Regions from separate parts of the Sus scrofa genome. Here all the other regions are linked to region 1. Evidence: chromatin contacts called from public Hi-C and HiChIP or PLAC-seq data. All regions are on one chromosome and are shown on one strand. The core of a region is the stretch at or near the end of the contact, and the rest is flanking DNA. Distances in the headings are between cores, read along the strand shown.

Region 1 (3,087 bases), core at 411-2,910:
GTTCCTTTGAGGTACCTCACTGCCGCAAATGCGGGGATTCCAAGGTGGAAGGCTGGCTCCTAAGTCCTTTAGAAAACCTCGCAAAAACAAAGATTTCACTATGGCCTATCACCCTGAAACTGAAATCCAGCTTTTATATTTCCAGGGAGAAAAAACCTCCCTCCGGAAGAGTCGATCTTACCTGTTAGGAAAGATTTAGCCCAGCTCCCGCGCCCCCTCCTCCCGGACCCTCCCAGGCTAGGCTCTGTAGCCGCAGTGCCCGCCCCCCAACTCCCCGCCCGTCGCCCCCCACCCTCACTCCTGCGTCTTCCCGAGTTCGGCACACGCACACCCCCCGTTTTCCCAGATTCCCCTCGTGCTTTCGGGTAGCCACCCAAACACCCCCGCCCGCGCCCGCGGCGGGGATTCCTGCGGGCCGGGGGCACCCTGGGTGGCGCTCGGGGAGGAAGGCTCTGCGCCAGGGCGGGCGGCCGCGCAGGGGCGCTGCCCGAGCGCAGCGCTGAAGCCGGCGCGGGCGCCTCTGCGGCACGACCGGGGGGCGGAGAGGGGCGGGCGCGGGGCGGGCTCAACCGGGAATGTAGAGACCCAGGCGGGAGCCTCCCGGCGGCGGCGGCGGCAGCCGGGCTGCGGAGCGCGGAGGCTCCATCACGTGTTTCTCTCCTGAGTGAGACGGCGGCGCGGTCGGAGGGGGCCGACGCGCAGAGCCAGACGCCGCTGCTTGTTTTGGTTGGGGCTCTCGGCAACTCTCCGAGGAGGAGGGAGGCGGGGAGAAGTAACTGCTGCAGCAGCGCCTCCCGGGGAAGAGGCGTCTTCCCCGACTCCTTCCCCAACCTCCCCCCTTGCCTCCCGCCCTCGTCCCCTCCCCTCCTCCCCTGCCGACTGGAGCGAGGGGCAGGGATGAGCCTGTCCCTCCGGCGCGTCCCCAGCTCCCCAGTAGCGTTTTGCGTGGAAAAGCCACTTTCTTCGCCTGTGGAGATGGGCCCGAATGGGGGCTGCAGAGGACGCGTCCGCGGGCGGCGGCAGCAGCAGCAGCAACAGCCGCAGCGCCGCGGTCTCTGCGACTGAGCTGGTATTTGGGCGGCTGGTGGCGGCGGGGACGGTTGGGGGGTGGGAGGAGGCGGAGGAGGAGGCGAAGGAGAAGGAGGAGGGAGAACCCCGTGCAACGTTGGGACTTGGCAGCTCGCCTCCCCCTGCCCAAGGATATTTAATTTGCCTCGGGAATCGCTACTTCCAGAGGGGAACTCAGGAGGGAAGGCGCGCGTGCCTGGAGGGGCAACGCGGGGACCCCCGGCCGCCGCCGCCTGCGCGCCGGACTCCAGCCCTGGCGGCGAGCGATGCATCTTCTCTCCTTCCCAGCCGCGGCGGCTGAGAAGAGATTTGGCTCCCCGAGGATCCGGGCTGCACTCACGCCGGACGCGCTGCCTCCCCCCAGGGCATGAAACGCCAGTAAACTCCGGTCGGGGCTATCTCCTTGGCGCAGCTGCTGCGTCCTCCCTCGGCTGCCCCTCCCCGGCGCGGAGGGCGGCGTGGATTTCGGAGTCGGGGTTTCTGCCGCCTCCAGCCCTGTTTGCATGTGCGGGGCCGCGGCGAGGAGCCTCCGCCCCCCACCCGGTTGTTTTTCGGCGCCTCCCTCTCCTCGGCGGCGGTGGCGGCGGCAGCATGGCGAGCCCTCCCGAGACGGATGGCTTCTCGGACGTGCGCAAGGTGGGCTACCTGCGCAAACCCAAGAGCATGCACAAGCGCTTTTTCGTGCTGCGGGCGGCCAGCGAGGCTGGGGGCCCCGCGCGCCTCGAGTACTACGAGAACGAGAAGAAGTGGCGGCACAAGTCGAGCGCCCCCAAACGCTCGATCCCCCTGGAGAGCTGCTTCAACATCAACAAGCGGGCGGATTCCAAGAACAAGCACCTGGTGGCCCTCTACACCCGGGACGAGCACTTTGCCATCGCGGCGGACAGCGAGGCCGAACAGGACAGCTGGTACCAGGCCCTCCTGCAGCTGCACAACCGTGCCAAGGGCCACCACGACGGGGCCGCAGGCCCCGGGGCGGGAGGCGGTGGGGGCAGCTGCAGTGGCAGCTCTGGCCTCGGCGAGGCTGGGGAGGACTTGAGCTACGGAGACGTGCCCCCAGGACCCGCCTTCAAGGAGGTTTGGCAGGTGATCCTGAAACCCAAAGGCCTGGGTCAGACAAAGAACCTGATTGGCATCTACCGCCTCTGCCTGACCAGCAAGACCATCAGTTTCGTGAAGCTGAACTCGGAGGCGGCGGCTGTGGTGCTGCAGCTGATGAACATCAGGCGCTGTGGCCACTCAGAGAACTTCTTCTTCATCGAAGTGGGCCGTTCTGCAGTGACGGGACCCGGGGAGTTTTGGATGCAGGTGGATGATTCTGTGGTGGCCCAGAATATGCATGAGACAATCCTGGAGGCCATGCGGGCCATGAGCGATGAGTTCCGCCCTCGAAGCAAGAGCCAGTCCTCCTCTAACTGCTCCAACCCCATCAGTGTACCTCTGCGCAGGCACCACCTCAACAACCCTCCGCCCAGCCAGGTGGGGCTGACCCGCCGCTCACGCACAGAGAGCATCACTGCCACCTCCCCGGCCAGCTTGGTGGGCGGGAAGCAGGGCTCCTTCCGCGTCCGTGCGTCCAGTGATGGGGAAGGCACCATGTCTCGCCCCGCCTCTGTGGACGGCAGTCCTGTGAGCCCTAGCACCAACAGGACTCACGCCCACCGGCATCGAGGCAGCTCCCGGCTGCACCCGCCTCTTAACCACAGCCGCTCTATTCCCATGCCTTCCTCTCGCTGCTCACCCTCCGCCACCAGCCCGGTCAGCCTGTCGTCCAGCAGCACCAGCGGCCATGGCTCCACCTCGGACTGTCTCTTCCCGCGGCGGTCTAGTGCTTCTGTGTCCGGGTCCCCCAGTGACGGCGGTTTCATCTCTTCCGATGAGTATGGCTCTAGCCCCTGTGATTTCCGAAGTTCCTTCCGCAGTGTCACGCCGGATTCCCTGGGCCACACCCCGCCCGCCCGCGGTGAGGAGGAGCTGAGCAACTACATCTGCATGGGGGGCAAGGGGGCCTCCACCCTC
Region 2 (3,087 bases), core at 169-2,668, 250 kb after region 1:
TAAGGAGTTACACTCTGGAGAACTCTTTCACTTTGAAAATCTCCCAGTTATATATTCTGATAATACTTGTATTCAGATGCTCTCAAGGTGAATGTGTTGATGTGAAAATATCTACTGTATCAAAATGGCATGAAAAAATATTCCCACACTTTCCTCTGCACAATGACTCCACTTCGATTAAATAAAACCTCCCTTGATTTCTGAAACAAACTTTTGTTTAGTGTCCTTGCAATGGATTCCATTGCTCTCAAACTTTCCCAACACACTTTCCCTAGTGCTATGCTAGCATTTTCAAGTATGATTCTCATTCTGTGTGGATGTTCAGGGGTGTAATTACTTTTGTTGGCGACACAGGGGACATGCAGAAGTTTCTGGGCCAGGGATAGAGCCTGAGCCACACAGTGACATTGTGGGATACTTAACCTGCTGAGCCATATGGGAACTCTAAGCATTGTAATTTTTGCACAGCTTCAGTTCTGTACCTGGCACATCACAAGCGCTCAGGGATTGTTTATCCTTTCCCGTTTCTGCATCTTTCCTAAAGCCCAAACACCTTAGCCTGTTTTTGAAGATGGATGCTCAATCTGTTTAAAATCTCTCTACCATACTAGTTTTTCTTTCTATTTTTGCATTCCTTACCCTAGAAAATCTGCTCACCACCTTAGCACACTTTCCTCTTACGCTGCTTTTCTCGAGCAGGTGGCTCCTTCCAGCTTGTCTTCCTCCTCATCTTTGTGGATGTGACTCTCTTCTGTTCTGTGCACCTGACTTCAGTGCCACCTCCCCAAAGAAAACTTCTCTTATCTTCTAAACAAATGTGAGGCATATCTTCTGATAACCAGTTAGAATTTTTTTTTCACTATGGTGGAACTTGGCACATTTTGCCTTTGCTTCTATTAGAACATCTAAGTTTTCTAAGGCTGAGGATTATTCTTAAAAACTTCGGAAATCTGAACATGCCTGGCACAGTTCTTTAAAATGTTAGGTGTTCACTATTTGCTGCCCAACTGTATGAAAACCAGAGGTGACAAGATGTTTCTGTAGAGACCAACCTGATAAGAATTGTGGTCCTGCTGTGGGATTCAGGTCTCATCCCAGTGATGGGAGAGATGTTATTGGCAAAAAATTAGAGATCACTAAAAAGGTAAATCTTTCTTGCAAATACTTCAAGACCCTCTATTTTTCTCCTCCCAAATACTTTCCTTATTAGCTATGCATTTGGAAAACTTTAAATGTATTGTATTCTCATCTCTGTGTATATATTTTCCTCCTTCTTTGTGAAGTTCACATTCAGAATTTTAGAGAGATGGGCTGGCAGTGGGAGAAGTTTCTTCCTGCAGGAAGGTTTGACATTGACCTTGCAATATTCCTGGTTGACACGTGCTTAAAGATAGCAGTGTTTCTAACCACTGAACACGTGTCTGCTGTCCATTTGCTAAAAATACTCCTGACTTTTCTATTAGTCAGAGGCCTATTTTAAACTTTCTGGTTTTTATTGAAATGAAGTTTCTCTGTTTAGCAGATCAATGTTCAATGTCCGGCGCAATCAGTTTGTTGTATTTTTGTCCAAAGTTGGTGCAAGTTAGTCTCTGTATCATGAGGCTTTTAAAAATTTCTTGGCTTCTCATCGATTACACATTTTCAAAGATCAAACAGCATTTTTTTGTATTAAAAAAAAAGAGGCAAGCATAGCCAGACTTTTGGAAAGCTCTGGGACAATTTACTTGACCTTGTTACACCCTTAATAGTGATATGCTGCCATTAAGATGTTACAGTATGCTTTAACTATTTCCATTATGACCTAATACATTACTAATTATTTATCCTTAATCCAGGACATGATTTTGTTATCTATCAGTTTAAATAAGAGTAGAGAGTAAGAATGTCAAAATTATCTCACCAGATCAAATAATTATTAAAAGACCATCAGAGGGTAAGAATGAAGTTACTTATATGTGCCTGAGTTTGTGATAAGCAGGGAATAGGGTTGAGTAAGGGGGTAACAACAACAAAAAAAAGCTTTGTTATTTGGCTTTAGTCATTTCTAGCCATATGAACTTTTCAGGTACCTACAGAGAAATTTACATGCACTTGCTCTTTTTCCTGGCGAAGTAGGTATTTCTAGTCTGATGAGAAGAATGACATATGAGAACTTTGCAGATTTGAACAACTTTTCGAGATTTCTAATCCACTTTTACAGGTAGTAATTTTTTCAAGCTTCAGACTCTTGGAAATTTCCCTCCCCCAAAGAATGTAACCATACTACTAAAATGGCCATTTTCTCCTTAAGTACAAACCAGTCTGTAGACTGTGGTACTAGAGACAGTTTGGTTATTTTCCCTCTGTTAATTAACACATAGAAATCAATTAGGTTTGCTTCTGTAATTTTCATTTAAAATAGAGCATTAAATTTAACAGATGATCAATCTCATTACTTTCACTAAGAGCTTTCTTGTAGCTAGTAGCTGGCCACCTGCTTGCGAGCATTTTTAGATGGAGTCTCATGCGTCTGTTTCCAAAAGCAGATCCCAACACCATCTGTATCTGAATCACCTGAGATGCTCATTAAGGATGCACGTCACTGGTCCTCAGGAAGGTCTACTGAGTATGACCAGGGAATATTAACCTCAATGAGCACTCTTAGTGATTCTGATGTACAGCAGTGTTTGAGAAATAACAGATGAGATGCTTTCAGGCAACCAAGATAGATTCACATGACAATGAACTTTGGTGATCAAATCATCAATGTCAATGTCAATAAGTAGGATTAGCCAAGCACTCATGTGTATATAAGGTCAGAATATGCTTAGTCTTGGCATAAGTAGAGGGAAATGGTCATTTGGTTTGTTAATATTGAAATGGACACGCAACGCTTTCTAACTCAAAAGAAAGTATACATGTATATTTGTAAACCTCAGAATTGCATGGGAAATACTACTCTTCATAATTTAAAATTGTGCATCAAAGCCTAAAACAAAGTGGACTTTTAAATCCTTTTTGCTTGATACTCTTTTTTTTTTTCTTTTAAAATAAGAGAGAGAAGTTAGAGAATTACAGAACAATGTATTTTCAAGGGAGGAAAAAACA
Region 3 (3,087 bases), core at 154-2,653, 150 kb after region 1:
TCATGAGAATTTGTTGTTTGCTCAGTTGAGCTTTAACTGTGCACATCATTACCTGGGGCAGCTGCTTCGTTGTTTGCTACTCATATTAAAGGGACTGTCCCCCATCTCAGGAGTACCAAGTGGTGGGAGGGATTGCCACAAATGAGCATCAGGCATTCTTGTTGAGCTCTGACTGATGCTACACAGGAAGGTGTACTGAGTCCATGCCGACACTTACCCCTCTCCTGCTGGGTTTAGTGACACAGTCATGAAAGAGTGAAGGTATGATTTTGGTAGATGGAAAAAATGGTCCTAATTTTAAATGTTTGCAATCTGACTCTGAAGCTTTTCTCATCAATAAGTGGTGTTTCTTTGCCCACTTCTTGCATCTAGGCTGGCCTGGTAACGTGCTTTGGCAACGAAATGCAGGGGAAGTAAGAGTGTGTTAGTTCTGACCTTTGGTTCCAAGAGGGCTTGTGTACTTCCACACTCTCTCTTGGAACCCTGGCCAGAAAATTCATGAACGAGGCCAGGCTAGCCTGTTGAAGGACAAGAGATTATGTGGAATCGAGATGCCATTTCGACTGAGACCATTTTAGACTAGTCTACCTCGGCGGGCCTCCTAGCCAGCCCTAAACACATCAATGAACCCAACTGAGACCAGAGGAGCCACTCAGTGGATCACTGATCACAGCTCCAATGACCAAGCTGCAGAATTATTAGTTAAATAAATGACTGCTGTTTTAAGCTGTTGAATTCTGGGCTGGTTTGTTATGCAGAAAAAACTAGCAGATACAGGTATCACTTTATACCAGGAGTAGAATTACTGATATTGACTTGCTGAGCATTTTGTCCCTTCCTGTTTTGGAGCAAAGGATTAAATAGGCTATTTCTGTTGGTGAAATTAATAGGTTTCTTCGACCTAGAATATTTCTCATAGAGTATAGTCCCTAAATGCTCAAAACTGACATATGTATTAGAATAGAGTTTAGTAGTTTGGTAGAACCTTCCAATTTTAGCATAGAAACTTACATGACATGAGACACTAGGCTTTGAATGACTGTGTAAATAGGTGTTCCATGGACCCCTTAAGTGTTTAAGAAGGCGTGGGCCCTGGCTTCTTTCTTATTCTTGTTCAAGCGGCGAATGCAGGTTTTAACAGGCCAAGTGGCCTAAGCAGGTGACAACTACATTCTTTTCCTATTGAAATTTCCTATTCATAATTTCCTTGATCTCAGTGGGGTCACTTATCTGAAGAATTATAAGGTATTTAGTGGAAGTGAAAGAATAATTTCAGAGAAGATTCATAGATTTTGATGACTATGAATCATACCTTAAGAATTTGTGGCTGCCTTTGAAGTGCAAACCACAGGAAGTATCTGATTTACTCAGCATCTGTGCTATTCCTGTGGTTCAGTTTCTAAAAGACTTGACAGAGCCAAAAATGAACTGTGCCCACCAAGAAGACCATTAGTAAAAATGTTGGCTCTATTAACCTGAATCGCTCTGAATTTTCTGGCCACAAGGCTGAAATCTTGCTCAAGTTTGGGGTTTGTTGGCTTTGTAGAAATGTTTTCTTTCATGAAACTCTTGAGATCAGAGCTGAGTCTCAGGGATGTAGATTGTGACTCAGAAATGAGATCCACTCCAACTTGAGGTACTTCTGAGATTTTTCAGAATAGCTCAGTTTAACGTAAGTTTTCTTTCTTTTTTGGCCATATCCTTGGCATGTGGAAATTCCTGGGTCAGGGCTTGAACCCGTGCCACAGGTGCGACCTGCACCACAGCTACAGCAACACTGGATCCTTACTTTGCTGTGCCACAGGGGAACTTCCAACAAGAGTATTGACTGGTCCAGGTGAACGAGTGGCTGCCACCTGCCCTACAAGAGTGGATTTTTGAATGTATTTGGTGGAACAACGTTGTGTTTTTTTAAGACTCTTTCATGTAGAGGAAAGAGAACGTGTATCCTAGATTGTCCTCTAATGATAAACCGAACCCAGCTAGTGTACAAATCTGGCAGATATTTTAGTGTAACACAGTGAATATTTCCATGTTCAGGTGAAGGTTCTGGAGGACTAAATATGTAAATTTCTAGGAACTATGTCTCAATTGAAATGATTAACAAATTTGTTGGAAAAATCCAGGGGCTTTGCTGCCTCCCCCCAGTGCACACATTTTTAAAATATTTTCTATTATGATTGAAAAAAAATACTGCTTTTTGATTGACGAATCACTCCTATCCTTCATCAGAAACATCCACCCCCTTTAGACGTCTAGTTTTATTTTGGCAGAAGAGTGATGCTCAGCCTTTCCAAGGGGTTTACATTATGCTTTCGGCTCAGCCAAGCCCAGCTCATTAGACTTCCAGTGAAAAAAATTAATCCAATGACAATTTGATTAGATGATGATGAGAACTGGGCAAGACACTAAATAAAATGATCTGTATTAATCATCTCATTTAGTCCTCCCAACAACCCTGTGAAGCAGGCACTGTTATTATCCCCATTTTCAGATGAGGAAATTGAGGCCCAGAGGAGTCAAATGTTCAGGTGGCATAGCTAGGAAATGGAACAGATCGGGCCTAAATATAGTTTTGTTAGACTCAAAACTCACGACCGGAGTTTCTATCCTTGTGCAGTGGTTAACGAATCCAACTAGGAACCATGAGGTTGCGAGTTTGATCCCTGGCCTTGCTCAGTGGGTTAAGGATCCAGCGTTGCCGTGAGCTGTGGTGTAGGTCACAGATACAGCTCCAGTCCCGCGTTGCTGCGGCTCTGGTGTAGGCTGGTGGCTACAGCTCTGATTAGACCCCTAGCCTGGGAACCTCCATATGCCGTGGGAAGTGGCCCTGGAAGAGACAAAAAAACAAAAACTCATGACCATTTCAAAACACTCTACAGTATTAAGTAAAGTACTACAGAATCTCTTTTTTAAATTTTATTTTATCAAAACATGAACAGCTAGTGGCAACTCTATGTGCATAGGCACAGGGGATACTTAAAACTGTAGGAGGGGAAAACAATTTTCCCTTTACACTTCGGAGTTCTTAGCTAAGACCTCTGTAGTTAAAGACAGATTAGGAGTTCCCATCGTGGCTCAGTGGTA
Region 4 (3,087 bases), core at 315-2,814, 150 kb before region 1:
CTCTTCCCTGGGCCTGAGGCTCCTCAATTGTACAATGAGGGGGCTGGAGAAGACATTTTCAACCTCCGCAGAGAGGTGCAAGATGCCATGGCTGTTTGGTCCCTGTGAAACATCAGGGTCCACTGGCCTAAGCGGGCAGAGGGCAGGTGGGCCACACCTGCCTCCTCTACCACCTACGGTCTGATCAGTCCTCTGCCCAGGGTATGCCGGCCCTTCCGGCCAGCCTGGCTGTGACTTCCAACAGCTGGGCTGAGAACTGGCCACGCGGTTGTCCTTGGCAACTTCTGCTACCTCATGTGGTTTAATTCAGGCCACCCTGCCCACTCCCCCTCACGTTTTTAAAATAAACTTTCTACTGTGTAATAATTTGAGATTTACAGAAAAGTTACAAAGAGAATACAGCCGGATACCTTACACTATCATGATCCAGTTGTCAAAACCAACCAGGTACAGACAGGTATATTACTATTCACTAAATTCCAGACTTTGCTTGAAGCTCACTGGTGTTTCCACTCACTTCCTTTTCTGTTCTAGGATCCAACAGTCCATTTAGCTGTCAGCCTTCCTTAGTCCCTTCTGGCCTGTGGTACTTTCACAGTCTTTTCTTATTTCCCATAACCTTGACAATTTTGAGACGTACCAGCCTGCAACGTGTTCCCCAATTTGGTTTGTCTGATGTTTCTCCTCCTCGTTAGACTGGAGTTAAGGTTTTGGGGAGAAGACCAGAGCGGGACGTGCCCTTCCTGTCATGTCACGCGATCACAGGACTTATCACCCGAGAAATAACCTTGAGCACTGGGTTAAGGAGTGTTTGCCAGGTTCTTCCACTTTACAAAGACTATTTTGATGTGTTCCCAGGGAATAAAGCTTTGACTCTATCACCAAGAGGTACCAGGATAAACTAACTGGAAGAGACAGGAGTGGGCACCTCAAGGAGGCTTGGTCACTTTCCCGGTTTGCAGGTGAGCGGGATATGGTGGGGTCATCCTTGACCTTGCTGGTTCAGGTCCCTGAATTCCAGGTGACTCTGAATTCCAGGTGGTTCTCTGATGTTGGTGTATCAATCACCAGGAGAGCTGTCTGAGAGTTTCCGACTCAGCAGGCTTGGCCTGGAGCCTAGGCCACTGTATTTTAATGAACTCCCCGGTGATTCTGAGCTATCCCAGCCTTTAGAATCCCTGAACTACAGCTCAGATTTGTCTTTCAACTGAAAGCATCCACTCTGGGTTTCACTCCAGTCCTTCCACTTGCCAGCAGGTGGAGCCAGAGGCCCATGGCTCTGAATCGGCTGAAGAAAAACTAGGACAAATTCCAGTCAACAAAGCATTCCGCATTGTAAGCAGAATTAGGGTTATTTTGAAACAGATGGGCTCTACAGAAGCTGCTGCACTGAATATTATGGAGTTGTTTATTGTCTAGATGGTCTGAAACCCGGGGATTATTTGCCAGCATCTAGCAGTTTCTGTGTCATATCAGATTTCTTCCAGAGCAGAGAGGCCCTGGGGGAGATACAGATGCGGTGGTAGATACGGATGCGGATAGAGAGCTTTTCACCAGCTCTGAGCTCAGAATTTTCTCTGGCTATGGTGCACGCTGCCTGGCGTAGCTGAGCGCTTCTTACTGGAATGATCTGTATCGCTCGAACTCCAAACGAGAAGAGATAAACAGATACAATCTGTGATAAGACGACAACTCATCCTGGATGCAGTAATACTAAAAATGACTTGCTTTAAACCGAATCAAAGTAGTCTGTTCCCTGCCTTACATTTTCACCTGACACCCCCCCCACCCCCGACACCCAATCCTCTTTCTTTCTGCCCCTCTCCTGGTCCTACCCCAGAAGACGTGGCGGGTGGGCGGGGGTGGGAAGCAGGATCCAGGAGGGCATCGAACGCTGGTCTGGACTGGGCCCCAGTTAGTGGTTCAAAGTGTGGAGGCGTATTAGTGAGTACTCTGTGAGGCCATAATCTGCAAAGGTCGCCAGCACCAGTGGTTCCTCCCCAGAGACTGTTTTTAATTCCTGAGCCTATGACCGCAGACACCTCGCTGCTGCTGTCCTGGGCGGCCTGGGATGGGAGAAGCCACAAAGGCATCTTTGGAGCCGGCAGCTTGGTACTTGGTGGTTCAGCAGGTTCCGCCTGGGCCGGCAGCTCCCTCCTTCCGCGGGCGAGAACAGTACCCCCTCTCTCACGCTGGGCAGGTCCTGCTCTCAGAAACATCCCTGACACCCTTGCTCTTTGGCCAGATTCTCAGATGCCCTGTGCAGACAGAGGCAGAGAGAAGCACCGCAGGTGACATCTGGATCTGTCCTGTGTTTTCTCCACTCGCTCCCACTTGAGTTTCACATCAGAAACAGCCCGACTTCCGGCTCTTGAAGCAAAGGCCCAAAGGTAATGTTTCTGTGAATTTTTATAATCATAGAGCATTTGGAATTAGCCAGTGTTTCCCTCAGAAACCTCCACCTCCTAAAATTCCTTTTAACATTAAACAAACAAAAACCCCAGTAAATATCATGCTAGAAAATCAAAGAATAAGGGGGAAAAGACAGAGGGCCAGGAGGAGAACTTTGGGAAGGGACAAAGAAACTTACATGGGGAGCTGCTGCCAATAACAAGCGTAACATAAACGGGGGGAATGGGTGACAGGAGGCTTCAGAATACCATTCGGTCTATTTGTTTCCTCTTCCAAATGCTCGAGGTCTGTCTGGGCTCTGGATTCCAAGCCATTAGAGAACTTCAGTATCTAGAAATAGGCTAAGAGGTGGTACGCACATCTGTGCTGTAAAGACCGTATAAAAATCCAAATTAGTGCTACTTTTCCAATACTGTCAGCCTGAATGGGGCCTACCTACATGTCGAGAGACACCGCTATCAACACGTAATTATAAAAACCATCCCTGACCCAGGAAACTGTCCCTGAGATGCTGAGCAGCCAAGGAGGACATCGTGATTCGAAGCTCTCACAAAAGCTGGAAGCCACCGGTAGGCTTCTCTCACAGGTGTAAACAGAGGAAGATAAACTGTTCTGAGAAAAGCCTGCAACAAGGGGGCATCACAGCTGGCTTTCCAGGTGCCCCGTGGCAGGGCC

Evidence for each region. A called contact is a pair of places that touch in the nucleus more often than the background predicts. HiChIP or PLAC-seq counts read pairs in DNA pulled down with a chosen protein or histone mark.
Region 2: an H3K27ac HiChIP or PLAC-seq map of skeletal muscle shows a contact between it and region 1. The contact joins the enhancer-like site here to the promoter of IRS1 in region 1. A contact is called at or near these places in 1 of 5 promoter capture datasets (liver), 4 of 47 Hi-C or Micro-C datasets (embryonic fibroblasts, epiblast stem cells, fetal heart ventricle and 1 more) and 1 of 2 datasets of contacts at active chromatin or transcription factors (skeletal muscle).
Region 3: a contact with region 1 is called in a Hi-C map of embryonic fibroblasts, with 4 times the contacts expected there. The contact joins the enhancer-like site here to the promoter of IRS1 in region 1. A contact is called at or near these places in 1 of 5 promoter capture datasets (liver), 5 of 47 Hi-C or Micro-C datasets (alveolar macrophages, embryonic fibroblasts and liver) and 2 of 2 datasets of contacts at active chromatin or transcription factors (alveolar macrophages and skeletal muscle).
Region 4: a contact with region 1 is called in a Hi-C map of fetal skeletal muscle, with 2.9 times the contacts expected there. The contact joins the enhancer-like site here to the promoter of IRS1 in region 1. A contact is called at or near these places in 2 of 5 promoter capture datasets (fetal liver and liver), 20 of 47 Hi-C or Micro-C datasets (adipocytes, alveolar macrophages, embryonic fibroblasts and 11 more) and 1 of 2 datasets of contacts at active chromatin or transcription factors (skeletal muscle).

What each region holds. Positions count from the first base shown.
Region 1 is chr15:128,305,857-128,308,943 of Sscrofa11.1, reverse strand. It overlaps IRS1 (insulin receptor substrate 1), which reads left to right and starts at 1,660. Exons shown (of 2, transcript NM_001244489.1): 1 at 1,660-3,087. The coding sequence starts at 1,660.
Region 2 is chr15:128,054,417-128,057,503 of Sscrofa11.1, reverse strand. No RefSeq gene overlaps it. Among named protein-coding and RNA genes, the nearest start is that of IRS1, 250 kb to the left of the region's middle. Within about 2 kb of position 1,418, at least 2 of the 83 cell types and tissues checked have an H3K27ac peak or open chromatin away from gene starts, as enhancers often do. A contact at or near this core is called in skeletal muscle, where this site is marked.
Region 3 is chr15:128,156,852-128,159,938 of Sscrofa11.1, reverse strand. All of the region lies in intron 3 of LOC102164493 (a long non-coding RNA gene), which reads left to right. Among named protein-coding and RNA genes, the nearest start is that of IRS1, 150 kb to the left of the region's middle. Within about 2 kb of position 1,403, at least 5 of the 83 cell types and tissues checked have an H3K27ac peak or open chromatin away from gene starts, as enhancers often do. A contact at or near this core is called in embryonic fibroblasts, where this site is marked.
Region 4 is chr15:128,454,133-128,457,219 of Sscrofa11.1, reverse strand. All of the region lies in intron 6 of RHBDD1 (rhomboid-related protein 4), which reads right to left. Among named protein-coding and RNA genes, the nearest start is that of RHBDD1, 110 kb to the right of the region's middle. Within about 2 kb of position 1,564, at least 17 of the 83 cell types and tissues checked have an H3K27ac peak or open chromatin away from gene starts, as enhancers often do. A contact at or near this core is called in fetal skeletal muscle and omental adipose tissue, where this site is marked.